Linked DNA regions of Mus musculus: region 1 is linked to region 2. Evidence: chromatin contacts called from public Hi-C data. All regions are on one chromosome and are shown on one strand. The core of a region is the stretch at or near the end of the contact, and the rest is flanking DNA. Distances in the headings are between cores, read along the strand shown. Region 1 has its middle 44 kb from the start of Dennd3. Region 2 overlaps Ptk2 (PTK2 protein tyrosine kinase 2).

What was found. A called contact is a pair of places that touch in the nucleus more often than the background predicts.
Region 1: a contact with region 2 is called in a Hi-C map of the P5424 cell line, with 5 times the contacts expected there. A contact is called at or near these places in 34 of 484 Hi-C or Micro-C datasets (the 4T1 cell line, B cells, the BV-2 cell line and 23 more), 3 of 130 datasets of targeted methods (astrocytes, epiblast stem cells and stem cell-derived epiblast-like cells) and 2 of 9 other capture datasets (embryonic stem cells and pancreatic islet).

The regions. Positions count from the first base shown.
Region 1 is chr15:73,466,740-73,469,439 of GRCm38.p6, forward strand. No RefSeq gene overlaps it. Among named protein-coding and RNA genes, the nearest start is that of Dennd3, 44 kb to the right of the region's middle.
Region 2 is chr15:73,210,810-73,213,509 of GRCm38.p6, forward strand. It overlaps Ptk2 (PTK2 protein tyrosine kinase 2), which reads right to left. Exons shown (of 35, transcript NM_001358046.1): 32 at 1,178-1,186; 33 at 1-88. Among named protein-coding and RNA genes, the nearest start is that of Ago2, 27 kb to the left of the region's middle.

The DNA of each region.
Region 1 (2,700 bases), core at 77-2,576, 260 kb after region 2:
GCTTTGGAATCTGTTCCTCCTCCCCCAGCACCATGGCAACCAGCAGAGCCTGCAGCTGCCTGCTGGGGTGGGGCAGCAGCTCAGACTACATCCTCCCTATCTTAGCCTAGGGGAATTACATGAGTAGGCTGCCCTGGCCACATTGCTTCCCCTCTCTGAGCATCTGTAATAGAATAACAAGATGGGTAGTTGGCTGTGGTGATACTGGAGACCAACCTGTCCTGGGGCAGGACTTGCAAGTTCTCACGGGAGGCAGATGCCCAAAGTGATTAAGAGACGGCTGGAGTGAGGGAAGAAGCTGTGGGGAGTCCTTGGATGGTCCCTCAGTCAGTTTGGAAGTTTCCACAAGGCCAAGATGGCCTGTCAGAATGAACTTAGTCACAAGATTGCCTCAATGTCCCTATGGTAACAAGTCCTGTCTAACAGTATGGCAAGGAATTTAGGGTAAAAGCTCTACTCTGGCAGTCCCAAAGGCCACTATCCCACAATTAAAGAGACAGTGATAAAGGCAGAGGGAAGGTATTTAACTATGTGGCCATGCTGGAAGGACAGACAAAGGGTCCAGTGAGCTTTAGGTTTGAATAGAGTCTCTGGGGTGGGGTGGGGACAGAAGGTGTGTATCTCTCAGTACTGCCGTCTAGATGTGGTCCTGCCTACCACTGTCCATCACAGGCCCTGCAAGATGGTCTGGGGAAGTCCTTATTGCTGTGGGGACACACTGGCTCTTAGGAGTTGATTGCTCCTGCTCCAGCCTTGCCCTCTCTGATAACTGCCCTCTCTGAAGGTGCACCCTCCATCCTGTGAAGCTCTGTGGGCCCTGGAATCCAAAATGACTACGGGTTTGGGAGCTGTGACTTCTGTCTTGAAGAGAGATGAAATAGGTTATGGAGCCACTAAGATGTTGAGCTGTCCAGGGGAGCCAAAGTAAAGGAGACAGATCCAACACACAGGCATAGAGGCCACCCTCTCACCCTGCTGTCAGTCACCTGTGGACCCAAGTGAGGACGGTACATTTTAAGCAAAAAAAAAGTCTTTTAGGCCAGTGAATGAAGTGCCATGTGAGGCAGACACGGGCCTCAGGGAGAAGCGAGGGAGAGTCACTGTAGGGGAAGGGTTTGAGCCTCTCTCCTCAGACCCACCCTTCCCTTTTTACTGCACAGCCCTCAACCTGGGACTTTGTGCTGTTTTGAGAATGGAGTCAAAGCAGGAAATCACCTGAGCCACACATTGCTTTTACAGCTGCTGTTAAAAAAAAAAAAAAAGTCACTACCACAGACTGAACACAGAAATTTATTCTCTGTGAGGCAAAGGACTGGGCCTCCCTCCAGCCTGAGGTTCCGGGAGACGGTTCTTCTGTTTGTTCTAGCTCTGAGAGGCTCGGGGCCTTCCTAGACTGTGGCTGTCACTCTGGTTCGCACTTCACCTTTCCTCTGTGTCTCTCCTCTTCACACCGGGACAGCAGAATCCAGGGTGGTCTCAGCTTACGTCACTGCAGCTGAAAAGTCTCTAGCTCCAAATAAGGTCATGTTCCAAGGTCACGCGTAGACATGATTCCTGCAGACGCTATCAAGCTACTACGAGCTCATTTTGTCACTCAGGGGACATTACAAAGGCAGTGACCTCAGAGTGGCCAGACTGAGTCTAGGTGAGTCCTGGAGAGAGTCGAGGGCACAAGGTGTGACTTTGAGGCAAAGGGGTGTGTGTGTGTGTGTGTGTGTGTGTGTGTGTGTGTGTGTGTGTGCGCGCGCGCGCGTGTGAGTGTGCCCATTGGCTAGACATTGTCCTTTACCCAAGAGCTCCCACAGCCTGGTACCCAGGGAGCTCTAAATCCAGGCCCAGGCTGTGGTTGAAACATGGAGTCAGAACTAATTGGTTGTTTCATTTGTTTGTTTTACCTTTTGAGACACGGTCTCACTTTGTAGCCTTGGCTGACTGAACTCACTGATAGCTGCCTGCCTCTGCCTCCTGAGTGCTAACAATTAAGGGCATACCCTACTATTCTTGGCTGTTAAACATTTACTTACTTTTTTTGTTGTTGCGTATGAGTGTTTTACCTACGTACTGTCTACTTTCCTGGCACTGGTGGAGGCTAGAAGAGGGCACTAGATTTCCTGGAACTTGAATTTACAGACAGTTCTAAATCTCCTTGTGGGTGTGAGGACAAAACCTGGGTCCTCTGGAAGAGCAAGCAGCCAGTGCTCTTAACCACCGAGCCACCTCTCCAGTCCCAAATTATCTGGATTAGGTTGGCTGGTAAGCTTGTCTGTGGAGGACTGTCTTGGTCTTTAGTAAGTATAGGAAGACCTAGCCCATTATGGGCAGCACCATTCCCTAGCAAAGGACCCTAAACAGTATAAGAGGAGAAAGCTAGGTGAGAGCAAGTGAGCAAGTGTACGTGTGTTTATTCTCTCTGCTCTTGACTGTGAATATGGCACCTTAAGTTCCTGCCTTGACTCCCTCACAATAATGGGTAGAGGCCTGGAAGTGTAAGTCACATAAACCCCTCTCCCCTAAGTTGCTTTTTATCAGGATACTTTATCACTGCAACAGAAACAAAGCCCAGGCACCAGTGTTTCTCTTGGCCATTCTCACCTTGACCGGTTCTTCCTTCCCTGAACTAGCTCCAGCTGCCACGATAATGTACTCAGGCCGAATGGCTTAAATGACAAACATCTGTTCTTCACAATTCTGGGGACTGTA
Region 2 (2,700 bases), core at 197-2,696:
TCACTAGGCCTGTCACATTTTCATATACCTTGTCATTGGACCGGTCAAGGTTGGCAGTGGGAGGGGGGCTGATTTCCTGGGGCTGAAGCTGATAAAACAGAAGCTGGTCAATTCCTGCTCTCCAGGACAGCGTGAGGTATCACCACAATTAAGTTAAAGGGTCTTTAAAAGAGATCAAAGCAGATACAGAAGGTAATAAGATTTTCTTGTTTGTTCAGGCATGGTTCAGTTTGAGGACGACAATAAAGCAAGTCACCCAAGGAACAACACACAAGGCAGTGATGTCGTCTAACTTTGAGCTCAGTTAAAGGAATTGAGAAACCATGATATGCACTAAAGTCTCGAGATTCAGAGAAGCAATTAAGCACCCCATACTCCCAAGTCATTCACAAGGGGAACAACCCACGGAATTTACAACCAAGAATTATCCAATCTTAGGGAAAGCTACCACGGCACCGCTGAGTGATCACACACTTAGCATCAATGCTAAACATCTCTGCTGGTTCTAAGCTGCCTTCACACATCAACAGCAAAGTGCTCTTTTCATGATGATAATGCAGACCCAGAAGCATCTGCTTTAGGCAGACACCATTTCCTTGCATAAAGCTACTCATGTTCTAGTGGCAGAGAAGTGACCTCCTGCCAGTTCTATGCTGCCAGCTGGGTAAACCAAGGCTGGCAGGGCTTGGCTCAAGTAGCAATGAGGATGAGCATATGAAGCCTCAGATGTAAACATGTACCTAGGTCCTGTGCAGAGGCATGCCACAGGTACTACCTACTGTATCCTGAGTGCTGAGGGCAGAATGACACAGAGCTCCTAGGAAAGGCTGAGTAGTGTTTCAAAATTCAAGTCATGTGTGTGTATTTTACAAAGATTAAACTGTATAACAACTATCAATTATAGGTCTGTTATGGCCCTCAGGCTACACGAGATTTCTGGATGCCTTGGCCATGCACAGTGGAACAGACAGTTATGTCTAATTTCACTGCAAACTTGGTTATGTACCAGTCTCTGAAAACTACAAGTACTCTTCTTGGCATTTGTCAGTCATGAGAGGTGACAAACAAAGCAAGTGTGCCCTCCCACAGGGCTAGCCACATGGTAGTCCAGAGTCACATGCAGAGAACTGGATGTGATAAAGCGAGCCAGACAGACACACAGATATGATGTGCTTACCCTCCACGGCTATTGTCGAACAGAAGGTGAGGAAAAGTTAAAGGAATTTATCAGAGAAAGGGAAAAAAGAAAAACAATATTAATAAGGCAGCAGAAAACTCCTATATAACACATGAGCAGAACATCTGGGCACTAGCTACAAGCCTGCTGTGTGCTCTCTGCTCACTGGCTGTCACAAGTGCCTGTGCCTGCTACTGGCTCTTTGCACAGCACATTACCAGAGCTCTGCCATGCAACAGTTGTTCCCATGAGATAAATGAGGGCAGCATGCAAAGCCTGTGAGCGGCAATGGGCAGTCGTGCAAGTCTAGAGAGCAAGGCTCTTTGTGAGCGAGGAGAAGGGCATGTGCAATCAGTAACCTTCCATCTGACTCTAGGAGATTAGGGAGAAGCCACTCCACCCTCAGTCACTGCACATGGTCTCTCAGCCTTTGAGTCCTTGAATCTTAGGTAGCATTAGCCACACTGTCTGAGACAGACTCATGGCTAGGGGCTATGTCTAAAGACCTTAGAAGCTTATTTTTAACTCTCCTTCTCACATATTTGTTGTTCTTTTGTATGTATATGTTTTAAAATCTTTCAAAGACAGGATTCATTATGTGGCCCAGGATAGTCTCAAAACTCCTGATCCATCTGCCTCGGTATCTCAAAACGCTGGGGTTATTGGTGTAAATCAGGCTGGCATTTTTTGTTCTGCAACTGGGTGGCTTTGGTGTTTTACCTCCTCAGTTCAATCCCTAGCTATCTTATTATGAATAGACTGGCATGGGAAATTCGACAGCCTGCTACCTACACACCTGTATAAAAGCCACCATGCCACCGTAAGCCCCAGAGAGTCTTGAGTTTAGAGGTGCAAACACCCAGAGATTTCCTGCACACTGATGATCATAATCTGTCTCTCCACAGGCACGTGTTTAAACCAGCACAGAAAGGAGCATTACATCAAGATATGAAATAACTGTGTTTAGTTCCAGTAGGCCAATGCAAACTTAGTTTAAGCTGAAAGCTTTTTCTTCTTTTGCATGCTACCCTTTGATCACCCAGTCATAGGAAAGCACTGTCACGATGCCTCTAGGACCGTTCATAGTGACATACCGTAAGCAGGGCTTGGTGGGAGAAACATCTATTATCAATTTTTAATTGTCCAGAGTTTTGATTACTTAGAAACTCCTGGGCTGGGAATTAAAAACCAGCCCCCCTCCCCTTGCCGTCCCCCAGAGACAGCCAATTCCCACTCTACTTAAAACCCAGAGAAGGAAAAAAATAAGACATGTGAGCTCAGTGCCTGCCTTACGAGAGCATAGGAAACAACAGAACTATGCAAAGAAAACCGGAGACTATGTCTGTCTAAATGGTATTTGGGTGAATGACCTGAGTTACACATACTCAAGGCAAGCATTCTTACATCAAAAATATTGTTAACAATATAAAAAACTCAGTATTGTTTTCTTGTTTTTAGGATGGGTTTAACTACCTGTACTAATCAGATAATGAAAAAAGATATATACATGAACTTTACCTAGA